4 separate regions of the Sus scrofa genome follow, and regions 2, 3 and 4 are each linked to region 1. Evidence: chromatin contacts called from public HiChIP or PLAC-seq and promoter capture Hi-C data. All regions are on one chromosome and are shown on one strand. The core of a region is the stretch at or near the end of the contact, and the rest is flanking DNA. Distances in the headings are between cores, read along the strand shown.

Region 1 (7,176 bases), core at 1,754-4,253:
TTTTCTTTTAGCTTATTTTAAAATTTCTACAAAATATTTTCTAGAGTTGTGAATGCCACTACCTTTACCACTTTTTCACAAGATTAATGTAGAAATCAGATCACTATATTTTGAACCCTAAGACCTTGGAAATAAACCTAAGGATCTCATTGTTAGCCTTTCCAGTTAATGGAAGTGCAGGAAAAACTGCATCTAGTTTTTTAGTGAGTGGTGCTAGACCATCTTGGTACCCAATTCTGAATGGTTGGCTAGAGTGACACAGACTTTAGGATTAAGGCTTTTAGGAAGGAAGAGGTCACACTGTTTCTTGCTCTGGTTTTCTCCTTTTTTTTTTTTTTCCTCCCACCTCTGATTCAGTGTGAACCAGTTTCCCAAATCCAGGACTGTTCATAGCCTTTCTCAGTCCACCCAGAGAATAGCAGCAACTTGGCAGGTTGGTTGACTAACTGAAAATACTCTTAATTAGGAGTTGCTTTCTTATACGCCAATGCTAAAATCTTATGGTTACCTTGATTTGACTTTTTTTGTTGTTGCTGTCTTTAGGGGTGTACCTGAAAGTTCCCTGGCTGGGGGTTGAATCAGAGCTGCAGCTGCCAGCCTTTGCCAGAGCCATAGCAACACCAGATTCCAGCCACAACTGAGACCTACACCACAGCTCACAGCAATGCTGGATCCTTAATCCACTGAACAAGGCCAGGGACTGAACCCAAGTCCTCGTGGATACTAGTCAGGTTTGTTACTGCTGTGCCACTATGGGAACTCCCAAGTTGTTTGTTTGTTTTTCATTTTAAGTTTTCTTTTTTATTCAAACGAACTGTTTTCAAGATTAATGGTTATTAGCAAATCTTGATGCAAGATAGAAACATGATACTTTAAATTACTTTTCAACTTCCTACAAACCATTTTAAAGTAAAAAAAACCTCTTTGGTACTAAGGGTTCTGATGTTCAAATTCTAAAAGCAATCCTTCATCTCAACCAAACTTGGTATTCCACCCTTTAAAATTTTTAAATGATATTTACATAATAAATATAATTTTAATCACTAAGCTCCTCCTCATCACTGAAGTACATGCTTTTCTTTATCCTTGGACGTCTTGAATCATCTGACGTTGAGGGACACCCCCCCACCCCCCCGAACTGGGTTTCTGCCTTTTTTTTCTTTTTTTGGCCTTCTTCAGTTTTGGCTTGCTGGAAAGCTATGGCCTAGCTGAGGCTGTCCAGAGTGGGATCTTCCCCTTCATCATCACTTTCTTCTGCTTCTTCAGTTTCTTCTTCTGGTTCAGGAATTTTCTGTCTTTTTCTTTTTCTTCTTTGCAGGTTCACGTTCTCCAAGTATATTTTTAGGAAGGCATAACTTAAGTGTTCACTTTCCCCACATTCATAACACTTGGATTTATCAAAGAAGTTTTGTCTTTGGATGAACTCAGCTGCTCTTCCACTGTCAATAGCAATGCTTGCTTTTATTACTCTACCAAATAATTGTTTTGTTGTTTATCGCCCTGGTACAATTTTGTGCAGAGTCTTTATCCAAAAATAAAATAAATGCAACCCCTTTACTCTTCCCGGTATCTTTACCTTTCATTATAGTAACCTTTACAACTTTGTCATACCTGGAAGATATCCAATATAAGTCATTGTTTGTCAGGGAAAAGGGCAAGTTGGATATATACACTGTGCTTTTACTTGGGGCTAATTCACCACTTATTTCTTCAGGTGGGGTGGACCGGGAGACCCAAAAAGAGTGAGCCCTGGGCTCTCGTGGGGCTCAAGCCTGTTCCTCACCCCTTGCAGCTGCCTTGGCATCACCTTGGCATCATGGGTCCTGGGAGGGGTCAGGTACTGGAGATAAGAAAGTAGCAGCAGCAGTCCAACTTGGTTATTATTATTATTATTATTTTGCTTTGTAGGGCCGCACCTACAGCATATGGAGGTTCCCAGGCTAGGGGTGGAATTAGAGTTACAGCTGCTGGCCTACAGCACAGACACAGCAACACAGGATCTGAGCAGCAACCTCGTGGTTCCTAGTTGGATTCGTTTCCACTGTGCCACAAAGGGAACTCCAACGACTTGGTTATTTTTTAAAAATTCACCCCAAAAACGCATTTACAGACTCTTAGAAGGGTCAATTCTCCAGATGACTTGTTCCACCTTTTATTGGGCTATTTCTCTATGTAGAGGCAATAAATGTGCATGGGAGGCTAGAATTGAAATTGAGTTTCTTTAACTTTATTCTTTTAAGCCACACTGGTGGCCTAAGGAAAATCCTGCCCGACAGGAGCCACAGCAGTGACAACACCAGATCCTTAACCCACTGTGCCACCAGGGAACTCCTCTTTAACTTTATTCTTAAGGTGGAGGATGACCAGATGCGAATATACTTTTTTTTTTTTTTTTTTTTTTTTTTTTTTTTAGGGGATACGGCATATGGAAGTTCCCAGGCTAGGGGTCTAATTGCAGCTACAGCTGCCGGCTTACACCACAGCAACGCCAGATCCGAGCCGAGTCTGTGACCTACAGTACAGCTCTAGGCAACGCTGGATCCTTAACCCACTGAGCAAGGCCATGGATCGAACCCTCAACCTCATGGTTCCTATTTGGATTCGTTTCCGCTGAGCCACGAGGGAACTCCGGATCTGTACTTTGATGGGAGTTGCAGGAAACCTAACAGAGGGCTATGGAGTTGCAAAAAAACAAAAATAAACTTTCATCCTCAGGTCTATCAATAAAGCTTGTGAAACTGAAACGTGAAGAGCCTATTACCTACCAAGCCCGAAGCTTACTTAGGAAACCCGTAACGGATATCGTGTCTATCAGACTGGCCTTGGAGCTTTAAGAGGAAGGCACCAGAAGTTGTAAAGAAGGATGCGGCGGCAGGCAGCAATCGAACAGCCAACCCGGAGAGCGGACAGCGCTCCGGGACCCATCTGGAAGTGCGCCTGCGCTGACTGTCCAGGGAGGGGGGCGGGGCGTGAGGGGCGGAGCTTGGGGGCGGTCAATGAGTCTGCGCAAACCGTGCGGCGAGGTGGGGGAGGGCGTTCCGTGTGTGTCTGTGTTGTTGTTCGGCGGCAGCGGCGGCGGCGGTAAGATGGCTGCCCACGGGGGCTCCGCGGCGTCGTCGGCGCTGAAGGGGTTAATTCAGCAGTTTACCGCCATCACCGGTAAGAGACGCGGTTACCGGAAGGTGGAGAGTGGGGCCTGGTGCGGGCGGCCGGTCTGACCCGGTCTTCCCTTTACCTTCAAGCATTCCTCCCTAGGGCTTTACCCTCAGCTCCCGTCCTCCCTCCTGAGGAAGAGGCGACGACGGCGTCGGGTCTCTGGGTTCAGGCGGGAGACCGCCTCCCCTCCCCCGCGCACCCCATGCGCTGGTTCTCGGTGTTCTCGCAGCGTAGAGGGAGACTTCCCCACCCCCTTTCAGCCCAGACCCAAGGCATGGGCCGGGCCCATCCGCCCCCGCTGGCCCGAGGACCTGGGGGCGGGAGAGGTGGGGGGCCGCACCCGGGCCACCGCCCTCCTCCTTCATCATCTCCTCTTCTCTGTGCAGCCCTGGGGTGCAGCACATGCCCTTACCTCCTTTTTCCTTTCTTCCCCAGCCAGGTCATTCTCCCCCAGTCCCTGGCCTGCCCTTCCCCTTTCTGGGCCCCTCGAAGCCATCGCTGTGGCCGTGGCTTGTTCGGGCCCTCCCGCCTTAACGGCGAGGCTGGTGCGTTAGCAGCGCCTTTACTGATCTCGGAGGATAGGCCGCCAGAAAGGGGTGGGGGGTTGCTGAGGAGTACCCTCCAGACTGAGGTTTGAAGAGAGGAATTGAGGGGGACCCCCCCCCCACCTGAATAGGAAAGGCCTGGAGGAACCCTTGGTGGCGTTTCCCACCTCCCCATAATAAAATCATAAAGACTAAGACGATGGCGCCGGAGCCTCCAGTTGATAAAATAGGAATGACGGCGGAAACTTCTTTGAGAGAAAATCAGTTTCTGGATGTCAGTGTCCCCCAAACCCCTGGTTTTTCTTTTCCTTTGGACCCCCGCGAAGGCACACGCAGATCCTCTTACTGCCTGGAGGAAAGGCCCCAAGCCATTCTGTGAATTCTCTGTGTCTTCTCTCTGATGGTGCTGAACTTTTTTTGCATGAGTTATTAGAGGGCGGAGCAAATGATGAAGTTCTCTGTGGAGTGATTTGAGAAAAGAGTACTCCATGTGCCTGAGTGTAATTTTGCCGTTCAAGCTTGTCATTTTAGGAGGTCAGTGTTAGTTCCCTCTCTTTAGCAGACCTATACTTTTTCTGGTAGTTTGTTAGATGCGGAGAACATTTTTTACTTTTCATGTATCTAGAGTTTGACGTGCAAAAATTGGTTAAATGAAATTTTATATTTTAACCATTGCTGGTTTGCGAGTTGCCATTTTATAAAGCTAGTTTTATTTTTTACTTGGTAACGGTAACTAGATATTTGATGCATTATTTAGCTCTTGGGCATGAAACATCATGTCAAAGTTGATAAAATTTGTGATAAAATTTGTAATAAAATTGGGATGAGGAATAAAATGGTAACTTCTAAAATATTTAAAAATTGTGATTGGACTGTTATATTAGAAATATAATGCATTGCCCAGTGTGTAAGCAGGTCATTATTATTGTGAAAATTAGGAAATTATTGTGTATATATGTTATTACTATATATATTTATAAAGCAGATATAGAAGTGATTATTATCTTTTTTTAGATTTTCTAGAGGTAGTTTAAGATGCTGCATATTAAAAATTTTTTTGTAATGCTAACATTAGGAACTCAGATTGTTTCAGCCTGTTATTTCTTAAATGAAACATTTTTGGTAGGTATAGACAAAACCTAAAATGTGGCAAGATGAAGTGACTCACTGAATTGCTTTAAATGTTTGTCTCTGCCAGTCTTCATGGCTTGTTTTCTGGTCCCAGACCCTTCTATACCTGAATCAAGTTGGAGTCCCTCAGTAGACAGTGGTATCTGGAAGTCTACAAAAGGGAAAACACTTTAGATTGTTCTTAATATGGATTTTCTTTCCTTCTTTCCTCACACTCTCCCTCCTTCCTTTCATCTTTGTTTCACCACCCCAGTGGCATGCACATGTTCCTGGGCCAGGGTTCGAATCTGTGCCACAGTGTTGCTGCAGTGACTACCCTGAATCCTTAACCTCTTGTACCACAAGGGAACTCCAATATGGATTTTAAATAATAATTTTTTTAAACAATAGTAATTAACTCTTGGAAACACGTGATTGATTCCTTCAGTTCTTTTCACATATCTTAAAAAAATTTGGAGGGATCTGTGCACATGAATTTTATTTTTTATTTATTTATTTTTTTCTTTGAACTACTGCAACCTGTGGCCTATGAGGTTCCTGGACCAACTGGTCCAGTTGGAGCTGTAGCTGCAGGCCTGTACCACAGCCATAGCAATGCTGGATCTGAGCCACATCTGTGACCTGTGCTGCAGCTTGTGGCAACACTGGATCCTTAGCCCACTGAGTGACGCCAGGGATTGAACCCACATCCTCACAGACACTATGTCAGATTCTTAACCCTCTGAGCCACAACAGGATCTCCACATATTTACATTAAATTGTAGTATTTATGACAAAAAGGTATTTGGTATTTATTCATTGCTAGATGAATGAAACTGACTTTTAAGAGTTTCAGAAAGGTTTTGCTTACTTGGAAGCTCAATATTCTGTTAAGAGCAATGCATTTTCAAAAATGTAAGTCTTATCTTTTCTGTGACATTTAGAAGTAGAAGAGAAAATGAAAGAATTTTCTCACTAAATAGAACAACTCTCTCTGAGTATATATGAGTATGAAGTAATGACTGGCTTTAAAAATATTAAAAAGATAACAACATGAAATAATTTTTTTAAATTAAAAATTAAAAAAAATTTTTTTTTCTGTGCCTGAAGCATGAGGAAGTTCGCAGGCCAGGGACTGAACCCTCACCATAGAAGTGATCCTCACCACATCAGTGGATCCTTAACCTACTAGGCCACCAGGGAGCTCCAACATGAAATAACTTTGAAAAAAGGAAACACTAATCCATTCTCATAATAGCAGTATTATTTATTTCACATATTATCTTCTAGTTCTTATTTACATACTTACTTTTATTTCTTGAATTATTTTAAAATTATTTTTACATTTCGAATCATACATAATTTAGAATTCTGAAATTTTCATTTAACATTATTACATCATAAACATTTTTCCCATGATTAAACGCGTTGATAAGCAAATAGCCAAGGGAAATTAAGGTTTTTTTGTTTGTTTGTTTGTTTGTTTGTTTTTGTTTTTTTTTTTTTGCTATTTCTTGGGCCGCTCCCGCGGCATATGGAGGTTCCCAGGCTAGGGGTCAAATCGATGCTGTAGCCACCGGCCTACGCCAGAGCCACAGCAACTCGGGATCTGAGCCGCGTCTGCAACGTACACCACAGCTCACGGCAACGCTGGATCGTTAACCCACTGAGCAAGGGCAGGGACCGAACCCACAACCTCATGGTTCCTAGTCGGATTCGTTAACCACTGCGCCACGACGGGAACTCCTGTTTTTTTTTTTTTTAATGATGGTCTTAGAGGTGATCAAACTGAGAAGCTATGTACTTTCACCACTGATGCCATTAACATTATTTGGGAGTTCCTGTCGTGGCGCAGTGGTTAACGAATCCGACTAGGAACCATGAGGTTGCGGGTTCGGTCCCTGGCCTTGCTCAGTGGGTTAACGATCCGGCGTTGCCGTGAGCTGTGGTGTAGGTTGCAGACGCGGCTCGGATCCCGCGTTGCTGTGGCCCTGGCGTAGGCCAGTAGCTACAGCTCCGATTCGACCCCTAGCCTGGGAACCTCCATATGCCGTGGGAGCGGCCCAAAGAAATAGCAAAAAGACAAAAAAAAACCCCATTATTTGAAGCACATAGAAAACCGGTCCTGTTACTTTATAGTCTGCCACATTTTACCATATTACTTAGTTTGCTCTCCCATGATGTTCTCATACATGGCTTTGAATGACTGCTGACTACTTTCAGAAGTCATATCAGTTCTCAGAACATGAGAATGTGCTGCTGGATCAGAGTGTAATTCCAAAAGAATGTTTTTTTTTAAATGTTTTGAACCATGGCAGTATCCCGTTAACACCTACTTGAGTTGACATCCAGCTACTCGTACAAA
Region 2 (6,654 bases), core at 3,290-5,789, 310 kb before region 1:
TAAAATGCACACTTAAGAATCCCCTTTAAGGGAGTTCCCACTGTGGTGACGGAATGGGTGGCATTTCTGGAGTGCTGGGAAACAGGATGCAGGTTCCATCTCCAGCCCAGCACAGTGGGTTAAGGATTCAGAGTTGTCACAGCTGCAACTTTGACCTAATCCCTGGCCTAGGAACTCCACATGCCACAGGGTGGCCAAAAAAAAAAAAAAAAAAAACACCTCTTCATAGAAATACTTGTATACATATGCATGTGCACAAAGGTATAAGGAAGTTCATTAAAGTTGTGGTTTTAGTAGCTCGAAAATGGAAATAACAAATAACCATGAATAATTAAGTACAACCGTATGATGGATAAGGTAAAAAACAAAAAAAAGATGAGGTATAACTACATATACTGAGATGGAAAAGTATTTATAATGATTAGATTTTTCATTAAAAAAAAACAAGGTAAAACTACAAACACACAGTGCTTATTTCTAATTGCATAAAGAAAACAAAATTGTTATCAGTGGGTACCTGTAAGGAATGGGACTAGAAAGCAAGGAAATTAATTAATTTTCACTTTTTACTCTAAATAACTGACTTGAACATTTTGTAAAAAGCATATATTGACTATTTTTAGAATTTAATTTAAAAATAAGGAAAACAACACTATTCTAGTCTGTGGTTATTTCTGGGGGCTGATTTTTGTATAGTAATTCTGTCCTATTTCTTTCTTTCTTTTTTTTTTTTTTTTTTGCTTTTTAGGGCCACACCTGTGGCATATGGAAGTTCCCAGGCTAGGGGTCGAACTGGAGCTATAGCTGCTGGCCTACACCACAGCCATGCCAGATCCCTGACCCACTGAGCGAGGCCAGTGATGGATGCCGCATCCTCATGGATCCTAGTCAGATTCATTACCGCAAAGCCACGATGGGAACTCCCTTATCCTATTTCTTAATAATTTTCACTATTTGCTAAATTTTCTATGAGAAAGACGTTTATTTTAAAATTTGAGAAACATGTATTCAAAAATCTGTATTTTGAAGTTCCCACAGTGATACAGTGGGTTAAGAACCTGATTGCAGCGGCTCGAGTCACTGCGGAGGCAAGGCTTCAATCCCCGGCCCCAGCACAGTGGGTTAAAGGATGCAGTGATCCCACAGCTGCAGCTTGGATTCAAGCCCTAGCCCAGGTACTTCTATAAGCCACAGATGTGACCATTTAAAAAAATAATAATAATCTGCATTTTATTTCAACAGTGAAACTTTTCTTTTTTTCCTGAAAAGTAATTTTTAATGTAAAAGTTATGGTCTCAGAAACTCGGCCCTGAGATTCCAACCACTTTCAGAAAGCAGTCTTTAAGTTTGGAAGTATGATATTTGCTGTAGAAGCAATTAAATATAAAACCTACTTTAGAATGGAATATTAACTAACATCTATTAAGCATTTAAGCATTGCATTTGCTAAGTACTTTCCCTGCATTATATCATTTGCTTTAAATAGCCCTATGGAGATGTATTATACTGTTATTAATCCTCACTTTACATATTAAAAAAACCCCACACATCTTAAAAAAGATGTGTGTATCTTGCCTGGGGTCAAGCAGAAGAGCCAGGATGGTCTCCAGCTCCTAAGCACTTGTGATACACGGAGCGGTAAGTACTAGTGTACCTTAGAGATAATAGGCTAGGCCTCTGAAATCTGGCCTGAATGTTCAGACCGACTATTCTTATTCAGGTTAGTGATCCTAAAATGAAGAAGCAGTGAGACTCAACTCCGTTCCCAGAAGAAAACAAAATTCTTTAAGGCAACAGGGGCTATTTTCTTCCACCTCTTTCTGTTTCTACCAAGGTACAAGAAGGTTATAAGGGTCAACCCAGATCTGCACCTTAACACCCCCTCTCCCCCCTGCCCCGTGGTCTGCAATTAGCCCTCTAACTGGAAGGCCTTTTGAAAACTGATCAGAACCCCAAATTCTTAAAGACTTGAACAAGGCACAGTTTCACGTTTTTAATCAAAACTAGACAATTCAGAAAGCCAAAAGAAATGTTACACTCAAATATTAGGTTAATCAATATTGACAGATTAAACATGGGGAGAATTTAATACCTACTTATTTTATCCCTAGCTGTCTGAACAAGGTCTCTCTTTTAAAATAATTGAAAGTTTATCCTTAGCCACTTGGACAAGTTCTAAGTTTTCTCTTTAAAAAAGTGTAATTGAGAAGACATATATATCACTGATGACCATGTCTACTGGAAATCTGCTTATCATAGAAATGAGAAAACCAAAGAAACCCCTATTCATTTGTTTTGTGGACAGACTCCTACCACAAACTTACTTTATGAATTTGGGTTTCCCAGGTTAGTACTTAATGTCACAAAGCCCCAAAGAATAACCCTCTCTTTGAATAATGGTAAAGTAAACTAGGAATCAAGGCCCCAACCTAAGGGGAGAACACCCAGAACTCTTCCCAAGTAAAAGTATCTGCTTACAGAAAGAACTGGCAGAGAGGCTGACTTCAATGGACCTTGTTTCACACGCCAGCACTTCCATACCTTAACCCCTTAGGCCAACAAGGCACGTCACTGAAGTAAGGACAACAGACACCACCAATTTGACAATAGTGAAGCTTAGGACTAAGTCGTTTAGGTAACAATAAACTAGTGAAAACACAAAATTCACTGAATTTAGGTCAACCTCCTTCACCAAAACCTGAAAGTGGGGTTTAATACCTCCATATATTACAGGTCAGAAACATCTTAAGGTGCATTTTTCATAACGTAAGTCAGTGTTTTGGGCTAATTAATAACCAGAAAGATTTTAAAGCTAAGGATGAAAGGAGTTGCCTTAAATCAATACCCTTAGCAGAAGAACATGAACAAAGCTTTTCATTCACATGCATATTTTTTAAATACACATATATAAAACATGTAGAAGTTATTATAAGTGTGTTTTATAAATGCCGCAGAGCTTCTGGCAAAGTTGACAAGTTCTAACCTGCTTTAAAAATTACTATTCACTGCCTTCATCACAATCTAACTTTATTTAATGTTATTCTTTTGAGTAACCCTACAAAAACAAACCCCCAGAGCAAATTCTTCTACATTTCAATATCCTGCCTACTTACAAGAGCGGAAGAGTCAAACAGAGGAGGGGAAAAAACGTGACGTGCACAACCTTGATCCAAAACACTGCTCGTCGTAGTCTAATTTTAGGCCTAACCATTTTGATTGTCTTTTAACAGAGCTTTAAAAAGAAAACAAAAAACTATAGATCACTTGTAAGACAAAACTGTGATAATTATACCAATGGGAGTTGGCATTATTCATCAAGGAGGAAAGAAATCACGCTCTCACTGTCCAGAGTGTTTCCATTAAAGATAAGAGACAAGGACGGGTACAACCCCACGACAACTGACAACAATGGCAATTGCTTTCCAATCTTCAGTTCTTGGATGACTCTATCTTTAAAGAATTAGTCAAAAAGTTGAGTCCGCTGAGGAATTTTCGGTACCGTTTTGCATGTGTGTGTTATTTTAAAGAAAGCCAAACATGGTGAAAGCTAACCTTCACCTAAGTTACCTAAGGAAGCAAATATTCATCTCCTGGCTGAAGATCAAAGAATCACGAGAAGATACGAAAGCTCAGTTATCAAGCGGAGGCCCTCAAACCCTCGGAAAACTATAGTTTCTACTGATCCGGAATATGGAAGATATCACAGATTACAGTTTAGAAACCAGTAAGGGGACTACAGACAATATGCCTAAGCAATGAAACTGGGATGACCAAAGGTAGCAAGGTGGGGCTGGAACTCGGTAAGAGACAAAAAATCGAGTTAAAAACCCCGAAACGGTGAGTCGAACACTAAAGTAAATGGAGAAAAAGAGAAGGCTGAAACGCGAGGGAAGGGAGATCGACAGAGAGCAGAGATTGGCGCGACACGGTTCAGGGCAGGGCCGGGTCCAGGAAGAGTCAGAACTCACCAGCCTAGCAAGCTTCCCATTTCAGGCTAAAACCGGAGAAGAAAACAGCCCGAGGGCGCAGACAATGAGCCACCGCCCCAAGAGTTGCCGCTCCAGGCACGCAGGTGGCGGCTTCCCGGCCCCGCGCGGGGCAGGTCAGCTGCCCCGGGCCGCTCGCGCCGGCCAGGCCGCGGAGAAGGAAGGAGGAAGGAGAGCGACGGCCCGCGTCCCGGCCTGTCTGCACACTTACCCCAGGCGAGGAAAGGTCCCCGCCCCAGCGAGGAGCCTCCGGCCGAGCTCCTGGCGGGATCAGGAGCCGCCCCGAGCAAGAGAGCGACGCGGGGCGGGGAGGGGAGGGAAGGGGAAGCGGGGCGGGAAGTGGAGCCGCGCTGGAGCGCCGCGGCTTCTACTGCTAGGCCGGGCGGCCGCCGAGCCCCGCGGGCGCCGGGAGGGGAGGGCAGGGAGCCTTCGGCAATGGCGACGGCCCAGGCCAGAGGGGAAGCGGAACAACCGCTGCCGCTGCGCGTGGCCACAACCCTGGGGGAGGGCGACGGCGGGGAGCGGGCAGGGGCGGGGCCGAAGGCGGGAGCTCCACCGGGCGGAGACAGGCACCGCCTCCCAGTGGGCAGGCAAACGCGGAGGCTGCTGGGAGTTGTAGTTTAGAGATGTGTGCCTCTTATCTCTCTTCTTTTCCTCCCTCCCTCCATCTCTAGTATTCTTTTTATTGACAGAGACAGCCAGTGCCTCGTGTAATTCAGCATTGTCTCCACTCAGGTCTGTGCCAACCAAAGACGCTGAAAGACAACTGTTATTATATGAACCTGCTCTAAGACATTTGTTTCTGGGAATTCATCCGTTACCCATTTTGCCCTTTACCTACAACTCTTATTAATGTATTTTGGTGCTAAATTAAGTCGCGCCTCCTTGCAAATTAATGCCTCTGTTTTATTCATGGAGGAGGAGGAGTTCATCAATGTGTTCACTAATTCTACAAATATTTTGGTGTCTAATTTGTACCAGACACTGCTGGGTATCAGGAATACAAGGGTGAACACAAGTCACTTTGTGTAACTTACAAATATGAAAACACAATAATTAAAATAGTGATACCTGGTATGAAGAAAAAACTAGGATGATTTCTTTGGATAAGTTGGCCAGAGAAGGCATCTTTAAGGAGGTGACATTTAAGCTGAGAACAGAAAGAGACAGCCATGAGAAACTCCCAGGAGAAAGCATTACAAGCAGAAGGAGGTGGGGGGGGACTTTCTAAGGTCAGTTAAGAGGGTCTGTGTAACTGGAGTTAGTGCAAGAAGAGTAGCGCAGTGTGAAAAAACACCTGAGGAGACAAGATTCAGGTCAGAGAGGATCCTGAATGACATGGTAAGAAGGCTGGATTTTATTCCAACAAGCTATTAAAGAGCTGTAAGCAGGGAAGGAAGGTTTCCTGGTTTATACTTTAAGGTCACTAGATTGCTACATGGAGAATGGACTCTGGGTTTTCAAGAATAGAAGGGAATGAAGAAAGGAGGCAGTAATCATGACTGTCATAAGAGATAGCAGTGAAAATGGAGAATGGGTATGTTCTTTTGATAGATGTGAAGCAAAAAACTCAACTGATGTGGAAAGTACGAGAGAAAAGATTCAAGGAGCAATATGGCACACTATTAGATAACTTGAAAAACAGCCCCCACTATTAAAAACACATTGCTGGATAAAAGAGAACATCCTTTCAAAGGCATAACTAAGCTTTTAAGAAAGAGAAGTACCTCTGACAGATTTCCAAACTCCCACTCAACCCAAAGGGAGAGCAAGAAATTGGAGGGGTAAGCATGTCAGTGAAGCCAAAGTTGTGTTGAAAGAAACTACTTATCTCAAATCTCCATGGTTTTACTGACTGCACAAGAGACAAGAGACCAAAGACAAGGCCTTGGCCCTGTTCAAGGAGTTGGGACTGCAATCCTGCACAAGGCTGGAAAACTCAAAGGGCTATATGCTCCAAGAATAGACTGGAAGGGAGTTCCCGTCGTGGCTCAGTGGTTGGCGAATCCGACTAGGAACCATGAGGTTGTGGGATCAATCCGTGGCCTTATTCAGTTGGTTAAGGATCTGGCGTTGCTGTGAGCTGTGGTGTAGGTTGCAGACGCGGCTCGGATCCCGTGTTGCTGTGGCTGTGGCATAGGCCAGCGGCTACAGCTCCAATTTGACCCCTAGCTGAGAACCTCCATATGCCGAGGGAACAGCCCTAGAAAAGTCAAAAAGACAATAAATAAAAATAAATAAATAAATAAGAATAGACTGGAAAAAAAAAAAAATCCCCTGTACCAGTCCAGGGAGACATGCAGATATCTGTGTGTTTTAGTCTGGACTTGGCATCAAAGGGAAAAAAAAAATTACCCTTTGGAATTCAAATTTGAAAGGTCAAATTTACAGTACCTACACTGTCTGGGAAACCTCAAGTCAAGAAAGTGTCCCAGGCTGGTAATGCTGAGAGGTCTGGAAGAAACAAATACAAATTCTCACTGCACAGGCTCATTCTTAATCCAGAACTGAAAGGATTCCCAGAGATAAACAGGCTATCAAGAGTTAGACATAAGGAGTTTCTGCTGTGGCACAGTGAGTTAAAGATCCACCATTGCTACAGCTATGGCATAGGTCACAACTGTGGCTCAGATTTGATCCCTGGCCCAGGAACTTCCGTAATCCATGG
Region 3 (6,612 bases), core at 1,464-3,963, 420 kb before region 1:
CAATCCCATTCCTTGGCATATACTCTGACAAAACTACAATTTGAAAAGATACATGTTTTCCAGCATTCACTGCAACACTATTCACAATATCCAAGACTTAGAAGCAGCCTAAATGTCCACTGAATGGATAAAGCAGATGTGGAACATATACACAATGGAATATTACTCAGCCATAAAAAATGAAATAATGCCATTTGCAGCAATATGTATGGACCTAAAGATTATCATAATAAGTGAAGTATGTCAGACAAGGACAAATATCATCTATCACCTATATGTGGAATCTTTAAAAAATGTAAGCTCCCACTGTGGCACAACCAGTTTAGGATTCCCACAGGTGGCGGCATGGGTTTGATCCCTGGCCTAGTAACTTCCGTATGTCACAGGTGCAGCTCCCCCCCCAAAAAGAAAAAAATGATATAAATGAACTTATTTACAAAACAGAAAAAGACTCACAGACTCTGAAAACAAACTTATAGTTACCAAAGGAGAAAGATCAGGGGGTGAGGGGAGGGATAAATTAGGAGTTTGGGAGTAAGATATATACACTATTAAATAAAACAGATAATCAACAAGGATCTACTGTATAGCACAGGGAACTCTACTCAATATTCTGTGATAACCTACATGGGAAAAGGATCTGAAAAGAATCGATATATGTGTAACTAACTCACTTCACTGTACACCCAAAACTAACACAACAATGTTAAGTGAGCTACACTCCAATATAAAATGAAATGAAATTTGAAAAAATTAGGAAGGCATAGAAGGTAATAAACTACTTGGGCACGATGCTTCATCTAACACATATCTCTGTGTTAATAAAATATGATCTACACCTGCCTTTTCAAACCATGAGTATCACCTGAAAAGCTTTTTAAAAACCACAAATACCTAGGTCCCATTTCAGATCTATTAAGGTAGTGTTTGAGCACCTGAGGTTTTAACTCCCCAACTGATTTTGATGCCCCTCCAGGTTTTAGAACCACTGAATTAGATGACCCTCAAGGTCTCTTCCATATCCATGACTTAAAATTCCAAATTGTGTCAAAGGAACTGAATGAAGACTGCGCTTCATCATGCTCCACTGAGCGTAATCATGTTCCAATGAGGAAAGGCAAGTATCCTTAATTTATCTGACTAAGCAATTTTAAGAACAGGTTCAACTCCCACAAGTCACTGACTGCATCTTCCTTTCCTCCTCCCCAAACACTTCTCTAACTTAAGGTCTATTAAACCTCAGAGAAACCAATGTTTTTCTCTCACTAATAGAAAGGTTATCCCCTCAGATTAATTTAGAGTTGTAATGTCCAGCCACTCAGAGAATTCAAGTTCCTATTTACTCTCTGCACATGTTCAATCATCATGAAGAAATGTCTTAAAGGCAGAGGGAGGAGTCCTCAAAAAATGAAAATTCCTTCTAAAGTGGGCCAAGGTGTGAATGACGCTCCTCCCAGCTTTTCTCCTAGAAAGGGCCTACCAGCTATGTTGAGAAAGGAGTAAAACTGAGTTAGGTCACACCTTACATACCAATAGTGTGCTATCAAGAAGTATGAGACAGCTGGATCACCAGGAGAAACTGATTTCTTTCTAATGCTGCCCAATCCAAAGCAGAGACTGCAGTTAGGTTTTAATCACACAAGATCCTGGTGTCTCGTCCAGTATCCTTCACCATACCAAGCTTAGTTACTCTGGGTAAAAGACATAATTAAGAACCTACCACTAAATGTGCTCGTTATTCTTAAACTGAGTTTAACCTGACTCCCAACATATTTCATGATTAACCTTCTGCTTTCTTCATTTAATTCTCCCAACTAATTTATACAGGTATAAGAAAGTTCCATACTACATGGATTAAAAAGGTCTATACGAGATTAAAACCACTACCAAATGGCAGGCCAGGATTTCAACTCCGCTCTTCTGCTTCCAAGTCCAAAACCCTTATCTCCTAACATCCTCTCCGGACCCCTCGTCCTCCCAAAGAGTGGTCGTACAGTGGAACGAGGGCTGATATTGCCCAGTATAAACAGAATGGAAAAGCAGGTTTCCCACCACCCAAACATTCAATTGTGCCATACCGGTTCACTAACAGGGTCCCAAGAGTAAGAAGGAAGGAACCAAAAGCAGGAAGGAAGCAGAAGTGTCCGAACAAATAAAACCCAGGACGGCAGGAGCCTCCATCAGCAGCTCTTCCTCTCAAAGCTTCTTCCCCCGGCTACAGGAGCGTTCGGGGGCGCTAAGCTCTCTCCGCTTCTGCGCGGTACACCTTGGACTGGAGAGGAAGCGAGGAGGGTAGCAGTCTCTCGAGACGAGCTCCTTCCCCACCCCCAGAAAGGCACGGCAAGCCCAGTGAGAAATCCGCTGCCTCTGGTTCGGCAGTGGGTGAAGAACAGAGCTCGAGGCCTCCAGGCCGGGATGCTGAGCTGGCGCGCACTGGCGCGGGAATGGCCAGCAAACCTGGTCGGTAAGTCATTAGCTGATTTGACACCCACGCACCACCTTACCTACGTCCCTCGCTGCCGGCACTTGCTCCGCCGTAGGTCCAGATACTGCGGCGGCTCCGACTGTGGCCCCGCCTTCGCCGGCTTTAGGGGAAGCCCCGTCAGCCAGGAGGTGCCCGGCCTGCTCACAGCGGCCACAGCCGCCGAGCTTCCTCTGGAGCTGCAGCCGCGACGCCGGCGCTCACTTACATCGTCACCTCCTGCTGTGCCCTTCCGCCTCAGCCCCGCCCGCGCCGCGTGCAGGGGGCGGGGAGCGAGTGGGGGCTTGGCGCTGGGGGCGTGGCTCCGCCTTCCGACTGCTTCCGGCGGCGCACAGCCCTCCTGCGATGTCTTTCGGCAGCTCTCCTCTGCTAGTGACTGAGATCCGAGCTCGCTCCCCAACCCCGCGCCTCCCTCCCAGCGCGTGAGGACTGTAGAAACTGCGATCTGGAAATTGTAAAGCGGGTTTGAGACTTCTGTTCAGTCTGCTGCCAAGTTTTTAACTTCCAAAGGGCTAAGGCAGACCACAGTTACTATAATGGTGCCTCCCTCCGCTAATACTTTTTTGCCAAAAGCAGGGGACCACTTTCCTGCTCAGAATGCACTTTGAGGCCTGCCCCAGGTTTTTCTTCTCCGTTTTCCCTTGGTGATCTTTCCTCTTCGCATTGTGATGTGCCTCTTTGCCTCTGCCCCGCCTCTCCTCAACTCAGAACACTTCTCTTGGAGGGCAAAGCTCGGACTTATTCGCCCTTGTAGCCCCAGCCGCCACTGAATCGTGACTGGCCTACAAGTGTTTAGTAAGTCTGTTCAAAAAACTTACTATTCTCTTTCTGAAGAGAGAGGAAAGTGACCTAAGCCTAATATGTTGAAGCACTACTCTTTCAACAAGCATTTTTAAAATGTGAACATGAAGTAGTCTCTCTTGCAAGCCCTCATTCTAATTGTGCGAAGACATAAATAATTATAATAGGATATCCTGACAGGTAGAAAATCTTTTTTTAATTTTTTGAAGATGTTTAATTTTCCCATTATACTTGATTTACAGTGTTCTGTCAATTTAACTGTAAGCAAAGTGACCCAGTCATATGTACATACATACATTCTTTTTCTCACATTATCCACCATTATGTTCCATCACAAGTGACTAGATACAGTTCTCTGAACTATACAGCAGGATCTCATTGCTTATCCATTCCAAATGCAAAATTTTATTTTTTCAGTTTCAATCTTTTCGTTGTTTCGCTGTTATCTATAATAGCCCTTCTTAACAATTTATTGTATTCTGTTCTTCCTAAGGCACTTTTTAACCAAGTCTTTCTTATTATTTTCTTACTGTGATCTATGTATATCATAGATTCAATCAGTTCTAATTCTACCTTTGGTCAATTCTGCTTTTAGGGGTTTTTTTAAATTTGATGTTTTATCATATCAACAAATTCTTGATGTGTTTAATTTGGAAGTGAAACATTCTCTTTGAATTCAATAAATTAAATTTCTTTACTAAATTCCTTTTTTTGAGGGGTAAGAATGATGGAGATTTCAAGTGTCTTGATTTTCTATGTTCTTTTTTATTTTCTGGAAAACATTTTTTCTTTTTTCTTTCTTTCTTTCTTTCTTTTTTTTTTTTTTTTTTTTTTTTTTTTTTTGTCTTTTTGTCTTTTTGTCTTTTCTAGGGCTGCACCATGGCAAATGGAGGTTCCCAAGCTAGGTGTCTGTCTAATCAGAGCTGTAGCCACTGGCCTACACCACAGCCACAGCAACAGCAACGCAGGATCTGAGCTACGTCTGGGACCTCCACCACAGCTCACGCAATGCCAGATCCTTAACCCACTGAGCAAGGCCAGGGATTGAACCCAAAACCTCATGATTCCTAGTCGGTATTCATTAACCACTGAACCATGATGGGAACTCCTATTTTTTCTTTTCTCTCTCTCACAATTTTATGCTGTTGAAATTTTTTGCCTTTCAGTTATACAGTTATAGTAAAGATATGTTTGGTTTTATTTTAAAATTTTCTTTTTAGATGTCATGAGAAATTTTGATTTAAATAGCCACAATTCCCCTCAAGTGTTCTTAGGAAAAATAGTTCATTTGTTTTATTTATTTATTTTTATATAAATGATTTTTATTTTTTTCCATTATAGCTGGTGTACAGTATTCTATCAATTTTCTACTGTACAGCATGGTGACCCAGTTACACATACATGTATACATTCTTTTTTCTCACATTATCATTCTCCATCATAAGTGACTAGACATAGTTCCCAGAGCTACACAGCAGGATCTTGTTGCTTATCCATTCCAAAGGCAATAGTCTGCATCTATTAATCCCAAGCTCCCAATCCATCCCACTCCCTCCTCCTCCTCCTCCCCCAGGTAAGAAATATAATAATAGCAGATTTAGGGTGGAAGATAGGTTCAATTGGGCCATATTCGATTTGGAATAGAGTGGAGACAGATACTATGGAATACCAAGGGTGGGGTGCTGGGAGCCTTGTGCCCCAGTTACAAGCAATAAGTGTGTTCATTGACTGTAAAGAAGTCATTATATATTTTAAAAAATAAAATCGGAGTTCCCGTTGTGTCTCAGTGGTTAACAAACCTGGTTAGCATACTCGAAGACACGGGTTTGATCCCTGGCCTCACTCAGTGGGTTAAGGATCCGGTGTTGCCGCATGCTGTGGTGTAGGTCACAGATGCGGCTCAGATCTGGCGTTGCTGTGGCTGTGGTGTAGGCTGGCAGCTACAGCTCCAATTGGACCCCTAGCCTGGGAACCTCCATATGCCACGGGTGCGTCCCTAAAAAAAGACAAAAGACCAACAGATAAATAAAATTAAAAAATAAAGTTGACTACAGTGTGGTTTGTTTTTAATTATCTCCTGTCAGCAAATTCAAACCAATGTCAGTGATAAAATACTCATTTCCAAACAAAAGCTTTTCTTCGTGTTGTAAACAATTGTTGTAGATATTTTTGAGGTTCTGTTTGTTTTTGTTCTTTTTCATTTTTGGCCACCCCAAGGCATATGAAGCTCCTGGGCCATGTGTCAGATCTGAGCCACAGTCATGACCTAAGCTGCAGTCATAACCTAAGCCTCAACTGTGGCAACACTGGATCCTTAACCCACTGTCCCTGTCTGGGGATGGAACCTGGGTCCAGTGCTCCCAAGACATCCGTCCTGTTGAGCCACAAAAGGAGCTCCATTACTGAGTTTTAATAACATGTCTAAGCTCAGACTGGCACATTGCCTGAGTTTAAAAGTAAGTCTTCTGAGATATCCACTTGCAGCCAAGATGGAATAACAAGAAATCAGATTTACTCTTCCAACTGAAAGTTAAAAAACAAACAAAAAGGAGTTCCCCTCATGGCTCATTGGTTAACAAACCCAACTAATATCCATGAGGATGTGGGTTCGATCCCTGGCCTTGCTCAGTGGGTTAAAGATCCAGCATTGCCATGTGCTGTGGTGTATGTCGAAGCCGAGGCTTGAATCCAGTGTTGCTGTGGCTCTGGTATAGGCTGACTGGACCCCTAGCCTGGGAACGTCCATAAAGAAGACGAAAAAAATATTATGAAACCCCAGTTAAAGACATTTGACATAAGACAAAGAAAAATGGTGATCCCTGAGAAATGGGCAATAAATGGGGTGAGACCCTCAAATATGCCAGTTTACTGCCTGGCCAGAGTCTCCAGGACAATTATAGGTAAGGAAGACCAGGAGGTGCCTGGTAGTCTCCCTGAGTTGACGGAAAGAAACAGGTAGACTGGAAAGGCCAAAGCAGCTAGCTACCTCATGAATACTAGTTGGAAACTTAATCCGCTGAGCCGCCACGGAAATTCTTTTTTTTTTTTTTTTTTTTTTTTGCATTTTCTGGCCGACACCGTGGCATATGGAGGTTCCCAGTCTAGGAGTCCAATCGGACCTATGGCTGCTGGCCTACACCACAGCCACAGCAACGCCAGATCCGAGCCACATCTGCAACCTACACCACAGCTTGTGGCAACACTGGATCCTTAATCCACTGAGCGAGGCCAGGGATTGAACCTGCAACCTCATGGTTCCTAGTTGGATTCGTTTTTGCTGTGCTACAATGGAACCCCTTCGGTTTGATTCTTAACCTACTGCCCTACAG
Region 4 (7,379 bases), core at 2,924-5,423, 270 kb before region 1:
TCCCAGGAAAACTCAATTTTAATCCTGGTTCCCTGAAATTGAGTATCAGATACAAATTAGCAACTTCTATATTCTACCATCTACATGTAGAAAACTGAGAAAATGGTACATTACGTCTGTGGAGACATTAGAAGGGTTTAAAGAAAAAACAAAAACTGGAGGCCTTTCAAAGGTTCAAAGAGTTTCTTAATAAATTGAGAATAACCAGAGATCTCACTATACTGACTCCATGTGGAAGTCAAGACATTAAAACTATTACTCAGGGAGTTCCTGTCATGGCTCAGAGGTTAACAAACCCAACTAGTATCCATAAGAATGCGAGTTTGGGAGTTCCCGTCGTGGCTCAGTGGTTAACGAATCCGACTAGGAACCATGAGGTTGCGGGTTCGGTCCCTGCCCTTGCTCAGTGGGTTAAGGATCTGGCGTTGCTGTGAGCTGTGGTGTAGGTTGCAGACGCGGCTCGGATCCAGCATTGCTGTGGCTCTGGCATAGGCCAGTGGCTACAGCTCCGATTCGACCCCTAGCCTGGGAACCTCCATATGCTGCAGGAGTGGCCCAAGAAATAGCAAAAAGACAAAAAAAAAAAAAAAAAAAAAAAAAAAAGAATGCGAGTTCGATCCCTGCCCTTGCTCAGTGGGTTTAGGATCTAGCATTGCTGTGAGCTGTGGTGTAGGTCTCAGATGCGGCTCGGATCCTGTGGTGCTATGGCTGTGATGTAGGCTGGCAGCTGTAGCTCTGATTCAACCACTCGCCTGGGAACCTCCATACACTGCAGGTGCAGCCATAAAAAGACAAACAAAACAAAACAACTTACTCAGGAGTTCCTGTTGTGGCTCAGCAGTAACAAACTCAACTAGAATCCCTGAGGATTCAGGTTCCATCCCTGGCCCTGCTCAGTGGGTTAAGGATCTGATATTGCCATGAACTGTGGTGTAGGTTGCAGATGTGGCTCGGATCTTGTGTTGCTGAGGTTGTGGTGTAAGCCAGCAGCTGCAGCTCCAATTCGACCCCTAGCCTGGGAACTTCCATACCCTGAAGATGTGGCCCTAAAAAGAAAAGAAAACAAAAAACTACAAAAAACTGTTACTCAGTGTCAGCCTCATAAAATTAAAAATTCAGCTAATCATCACAAACTCTGTCCAGGCATCTTGCTATGGAATTTTACTCCACTTTCAAAAGCTGCAAGTGTGTGAGAAGAAAATTAAAACAAACACACAGAAAGCCGTATACTATTTATGTAGCCAAGTCCATTAGATATTATTCCTGAGATTTTTTTTTTAAATGACACGGAGATGGAAACATTTGAAATATACAAGGGAAGGAAGGGGGAAGGTATGAAAAATAAAATTTACTAAATAATATCTATATGACAGATCCTCTACTTGGGGCTTTCATATGTATTTTAACTTTCACAACCTAGCAAAATAGGCAAACAAATTATTGCCATTTGTACATAGGAGGAAACTCTGACTTATAAACAGTTACTGACTGTCTAGATCATAAAACTAGGTAAAGTGACTGATTAGAAACAAGATTTGCCTGACTTTTAAAGCCTAAGATATTTCCACTCTCCTAGCTATTTAAAGAAATCCTTAATTGCTTTGGAGAATCATACACCATCTTTTCCCAAATAACTTTATATAAGAATATCTCTTGCATAAATCCATGTTTCTTCAATGTTTGTTTGTTTATTATTTATTTATTTATTGCAACGTAATGGAAGTTTCCAGTGGTCAAATCAGAGCTGCAGCTGAGGCCACAGCCATGACAACACTGGATCTGAGCTGCATCTGTGAACTACATTGCAGCTTGCAGCAATGCCAGATCCTTAACCTACTGAGTAAAGCCAGGGATTGAACCAGCATCCTCACAGAAACATCAGGTCCTTAATCCACTAAGCCACAATGGGAACTCCTCAATGTTTAATTTTAATGGAAGTGGTAAGGGCTCACATCTCCCTATAAATTATACTGGAAATAAAGGTCAGATTAACAGGATTAAATTCTATTGGAATATACACTAGAGAATAGTAAATCTCATTCATCTTGTCGTGGTAGAAAAGCTAACTTACAAACAGTAGAGCAAACACTAGATTATTTATGATTTTTAAGGCAAAAGTACCATTTTCAAAATCAATTTGTTGCATCCGAATTCACCTTCAAGATTTTTTCCTCTTAAATATTACTTTACTTGGGGAGAGGAAGTGGGATGGACTGGGAGTTTAGGGTTAATAGATGCAAATTACTACATTTGGAATGAATAGACAATAAGGTCCTCCTGTATAGCACAGGGAACTATATGCAATCTCCTGGGACAGACCATGATGTAAAATTACATATATATACATATATGAAATATATATATATATAAAAATTTTTTTGGTCTTTTTGCCATTTCTAGGGCCATACCTGCGGTATATGGAGGTTCCCAGGCTAGGGGTCTAATCAGAGCTGTAGCCGCCGGCCTACACCACAACTCACAGAAACACCAGATCCTTAACCCACTGAGCAAAGCCAAGGATCGCAATCTCATGGTTCCTAGTCGGATTCATTAACCACTGAGAGATACTGGCACATTATAAATCAATGATACTTTGATTTAAAAAAATTTAAATATATTACTTGGTTATTGTGGCCTAAACTGGCTCTGAAAATTGACTCATTTTTATTTATTTTTTAGGGCCACACCCCACACCCGTGGCATATGGAGGTTCTCAGGCTAGGGGTGGAATCGGAGCTGTAGCCACCGGCTTACGCCAGAGCCACAGCAACGTGGGATCCGAGCCTCGTCTGCAACCTATACCACAGCTCACAGCAACACCGGATCCTTATCCCACTGAGCAAGACCAGGGATCAAACCGGAAACCTCACTGTTCCTAGTCGGATTCATCTGCACTGCGCCACGACCAGAACTCCCCAAAATGACCCATTTTTAATCACAAAATGCCATTGTTGGAAGAGCCTTTTAGATATCAGTAAGTCGAGTGTTTAAAAATTCTTTTGGGCCTAATAATCCTCTCTTCAAATAAATTTGGGACTTAATATGGAAACACAAAAAAGTAGAACTGGGGAGTTCCCATCGTGGCTCAGGGGTTAAGGAACCTGACTAGTACCAATGAGGATTTGGGTTTGGTCCCTGGCCGAGCTCAGTGGGTTAAGGATCCGGTGTTGCCATGAGCTGTGGTGTAGGTTCCAGACGCAGGTAGGATCCCACGTTGCTGTGGCTGCAGTGTAGGCCAGCGGCTGCAGCTCAGGTTCGACCCTAGCCTGGGAACTTCCATATGCTGCCAGTGCAGTCCTAAAAAGACAAACAAACAAACAAACAAAAGAGCAGAACTGCACTGACTGACAGGTACTAATCTAACACTTTCCTTTTACTGATGGAGAACTCACCTGGTTTTTACTGACTTTCTCTATCAAACGTCATCCCTTTATTGTAATTACTACTGCACATATCCATTTTCCCTACTACACTGCAAGCTCCGCAAGGGCTGGATACACAGCACCTAGCACAGAGCTCCTGCCCACGGACTTGGGCCCAAAGAAGGGTATCAACTCGCTTAACCCAGCCCTGAATCAGAAAGACACCCCAGCCCAATACGGTCTATCAGTAAAATGTTTTTAAAACGAAGCTAGTTGTCCTCCCCTTTCCACGCCTCGCGAACCTCTATAATTCTAGATTGGGATTCTCACACTGAGGCCCTTGCTGGTCCCCTGGTGGTCAGAAGCTTCATGCATCCCAAGAGCATTAAGACGCTTCACGACGGTACTACCTGTACAATGTTTTAGTAATAGTGAGGCCAGTCCCGTTTCAGAACGCCAAAGCCTGACTCTCTAGAGAACCAGAAGCCACGCAATCGGGGCAGCGGATAGGCAAGAGGATTTCGGCCTCTTTCGCTTTTTTTTTTTTTGGCCGCCCCGCCAGGGATCAGATCCGAGCCATAGTTGCCACCTACGCTGCAGCTGCTTGTGACCTTTGTTTTTAACTTTGTGCAGCTCAACCTACAGTTCTAGTGTCGCGAGCCAGGGGAAAGTGAAATACCTCTGCAACCGTGGAAAGGAGAGGACACCGGATCTCAGCCTGCTCCCTACCCGCTCAGCCCTAAATCCCGCCCCCCACCCCGAAGCCCCGCCCCTCCATTTACCAGCGTCGGTGGGGGCCGTGCTGAAGACTGGGTCTGCAGAGGTGAGCCCAGCCACCTCCCAGAGGAAGAGCCAGGCCACGGCCCGGCCGGCTACAGCCGCGGTAGCCAGGACGCCGGAAACGCGCACCTGGGAAGAATGCTCGGGGACCAAATGCGGTCGTGAGAACCTACACAAGCCTTGCTCCGCTCCTAGAGCGCGCTGTCACAGAGTTAGCGACCTGAACGGAAGACTCCCTCCGCGCACGCCTGCTGTCCCGCTCTTGCTCGGCTCCCGGGAGCCTAGGCCCGCGAAAGTTCCGGCCTCGCGGCAGGCAATGGCCCCGCCCCCTCGCCGTCCACGCCCTCGCCCTGCTGGTTGGGGGCGGGGCGAGGAACAGCGCAAGCGCCGTGACATGCGCCCGGGCTGTTGCTTTGGGAATCTCTTGGTGGTCTCAGCCCGACCCGGGTTCCCGCACGTTGTTCAGCTAGTCGGCTAGCCGAGCTCTCTGCGTCTTTCTCCACTTGCAAGTGTTTGCGGATGCGGTCCTCCTGCTGAGGATTTCACCCTACAGTCACGTCTTTGGAGCTATGGCTGTCGCCTTTCTGCAGCGCCAGGCTCTGCCCGGCCCTCAAAATTAAATTTAGAACTCTTCTGTGCAATGCGGTTGGGGAAAACAACCTGCTTGCGGAGGTTTTAGACGTTGGCCTGCAGAAGACGCACTTTCTCTACGTCTCTATGGGTAGGTAAGAACATCAGCCTTGCCCTAATGGGGACGTGGGTAGAAAGAGGGTCGTCTACCTGATGGCAAAACCCGTACACTTTTAAGTTAAGATTTTGCCCGTCATTGATCCCTGGAGAAAGGGATTAATGTCCAGGAAGAAGAGCTGAGTAAATATGTCCTTTGTCTTATGGATTAAATCTATAAGCAAAGTAGAGAGTATCCAATGCAGATTGGAGCAGAACAGAGAGCTCTAGGACAGATGTCTTAAAGAGGGAAAAGATGTCAGAAGATATTACCTACAACTGAAAATAGCAGTGTAAGCATGCTGTTAAGAAATATGGAGATAAATTTTGGAAGAAACGCTTAAAAGAATTGAAACTATTTTCCTATTGGAGAGGGGAAGGGCAGAGGACCACAGTTTTTTATTATACGCCTTATGGAATTATATTACGTTTAAACAGAATACTAACATTACTTAGTAAAAATAAAAGTTTAATTGTAAAAAGAAAAGAGTATAGTCAAAAAACTACATTACTGAATATCATGTGAATACATCTTTTTTTTTTTTTTTTTGTCCTTTTAGGGCTGCACCCTCGGCATATGGAGGTTCCCAGGGTAGGGGTCCAGTCGGAGCTACAGCTGCTGGCCTACTCCACAGCCACAGCAACTCAGGATCTGCGAACTTCAGCATAGCTCAGGGCAACACCATACCCTCAACCCACTGAATAAGGCCATGGATTGAACAACATCCTCATGGATACTAGTCAGATTTGTTTCTGCTGTGCTACAACAGGAACTCCCATCATTTATTAACATAGCTACTTGCTTGAGTGTGTGGAATTTATATTGTGCTCAGTAGGATCTCCCAGAAAATTTACTAACAGAACAGATTTTAGTGAGGTGAACTGGGAGTAGTATTTGTTTAAAAGAAGAAGAGGAGTTCCCATCGTGGCACAGTGGAAACGAATCCGACTAGGAACCATGAGGTTGTGGGTTTGATCCCTGGCCTCGCTCAGTGGGTTAAGGATCCAGCATTGCGGTGAACTGTGGTGTAGGTTGCAGACGTGGCTCGAATCTGGGGTTGCTGTGGCTATGGTGTAGGCTGGCAGCAACAGCTCCGATTAGACCCCCTAGCCTGGAAACCTCCATTGTGCTGTGGATGCCCTAAAAAGACAAAAGACAAAAAAAAAAAGAAGAAGAAGAAGAAAGAAGGGATGGAGTGGGATCATTGTGTCAGATCAGAGGCAGAGCTCAATAATTTGAAAAAGCAGTTTTTTATATATGATCCATTTCCTAAGAGTGAAAATTCTTTTTTTTAAATGATTTTTTATTTTTTCCATTATAGCTGGTTTATAGTGTTCTGTCAATTTTATTTCTTTCTTTTTTTTTTTTTTTCTTTTTGTCCTTTCTAGGGCCGAGACAGCATATGGAGGTTCCAAGGCTAGGGGTCTAATCCGAGCTGTAGCCGCTGGCCTATGCCACAACCACAGCAACTCTGGATCCAAGCCGTGTCTGCAACCTACACCAGAGCTCACTGCAACGCTGGATCGTTAACCCACTGAGCAAGGGCAGGGACCGAACCCAAAACCTCATGATTCTAGTCGGATTTGTTTCCGCTGTGCCATGATGGGAACTATACAACAAAGTGATGCAGTCACACCTACATATACACATTCTTTTTCTCACATTATCCTCCATCAAGCTCCATCATAAGTGACTAGATATAATTCCCAGTGCTATACAGCAGGATCTCATTGCTGATCCATTCCAAAGGCAATAGTTTGCATCTATGAATCCCAGATTCCCAGTCCATCCCACTCCTTCCCCCTCCCCTTCCCCCTCAGCAACCACAAGTCTGTTCTCCAAGTCCATGAATTTCTTTTCTGTGGAAAGGTTCATTTGTGCCATATATTAGATTCCGGATATAAGTGATATCATATGGTATTTGTCTTCCTCTTTCTGACCCTAAGAGTAAAAATTCTCATGACCAATAGTAAGGGGTGAATGATAGAGATTATGGTATATCCATAGGACAAAACATCTGCAGTCATAAAAATTTGCATTTTAGAAAGACATTTAATGACAAAATTACATAAGCTGTTAAATTTAAATGGCAGGAAATAGGTATAATATAAAAAACATATTGTAGCTAAATACACACACACGCACAACTATGCCTAGAAAAAAGACTGGAAGGAATCAGGGTGATTATTTTATATGTTCCTTCCCCTTCCCCACTCCTGCCCCAGTTTCCTACAATGAACAGGTATTAAATAACTATGTTCCTGTAGTAATTCTCTAATAGAACTGAATTTGAAGATATCATCCCTGTGCTGCTTTACCTCTAGGTTCTTTGACATTTGCAGATCTTCCTGAGACTATCATGGTCACATCTAAAGCAGTTCCTAAAATTAAGTATATATGGGCATTGAAAGCAGGGAAGGAAAGAGGGAATGGAATGTATTAACCTTTAAAATGGCTGTTTCTTATAACTAAGAAAACATCGTGTAATGAGAAAAATAAGTTGACATAAA

What was found. Promoter capture Hi-C pulls out the DNA fragments that hold promoters and counts their contacts. HiChIP or PLAC-seq counts read pairs in DNA pulled down with a chosen protein or histone mark.
Region 2: a contact with region 1 is called in a promoter capture Hi-C map of liver, with 4 times the contacts expected there. The contact joins the promoter of PAK2 here to the promoter of UBXN7 in region 1. A contact is called at or near these places in 2 of 5 promoter capture datasets (fetal liver and liver), 1 of 47 Hi-C or Micro-C datasets (liver) and 2 of 2 datasets of contacts at active chromatin or transcription factors (alveolar macrophages and skeletal muscle).
Region 3: a promoter capture Hi-C map of liver shows a contact between it and region 1, with 2.8 times the contacts expected there. The contact joins the promoter of SENP5 here to the promoter of UBXN7 in region 1. A contact is called at or near these places in 2 of 5 promoter capture datasets (fetal liver and liver), 1 of 47 Hi-C or Micro-C datasets (liver) and 1 of 2 datasets of contacts at active chromatin or transcription factors (alveolar macrophages).
Region 4: an H3K27ac HiChIP or PLAC-seq map of alveolar macrophages shows a contact between it and region 1. The contact joins the promoter of CEP19 here to the promoter of UBXN7 in region 1. A contact is called at or near these places in 1 of 5 promoter capture datasets (liver) and 1 of 2 datasets of contacts at active chromatin or transcription factors (alveolar macrophages).

Annotation. Positions count from the first base shown.
Region 1 is chr13:133,686,780-133,693,955 of Sscrofa11.1, forward strand. It overlaps UBXN7 (UBX domain-containing protein 7), which reads left to right and starts at 3,004. Exons shown (of 11, transcript XM_021070161.1): 1 at 3,004-3,159. The coding sequence starts at 3,087. It also overlaps the pseudogene LOC100620593.
Region 2 is chr13:133,378,967-133,385,620 of Sscrofa11.1, forward strand. PAK2 (serine/threonine-protein kinase PAK 2) reads right to left here and starts at 4,540. Exons shown (of 16, transcript XR_002337855.1): 1 at 4,198-4,540.
Region 3 is chr13:133,266,755-133,273,366 of Sscrofa11.1, forward strand. It overlaps SENP5 (sentrin-specific protease 5), which reads right to left and starts at 2,714. Exons shown (of 11, transcript XM_005670099.3): 1 at 2,505-2,714.
Region 4 is chr13:133,415,844-133,423,222 of Sscrofa11.1, forward strand. CEP19 (centrosomal protein of 19 kDa) reads left to right here and starts at 4,174. Exons shown (of 3, transcript XM_005670114.3): 1 at 4,174-4,863. PIGX (phosphatidylinositol-glycan biosynthesis class X protein) reads right to left here and starts at 4,346. Exons shown (of 6, transcript XM_005670119.3): 1 at 4,145-4,346. The coding sequence starts at 4,346.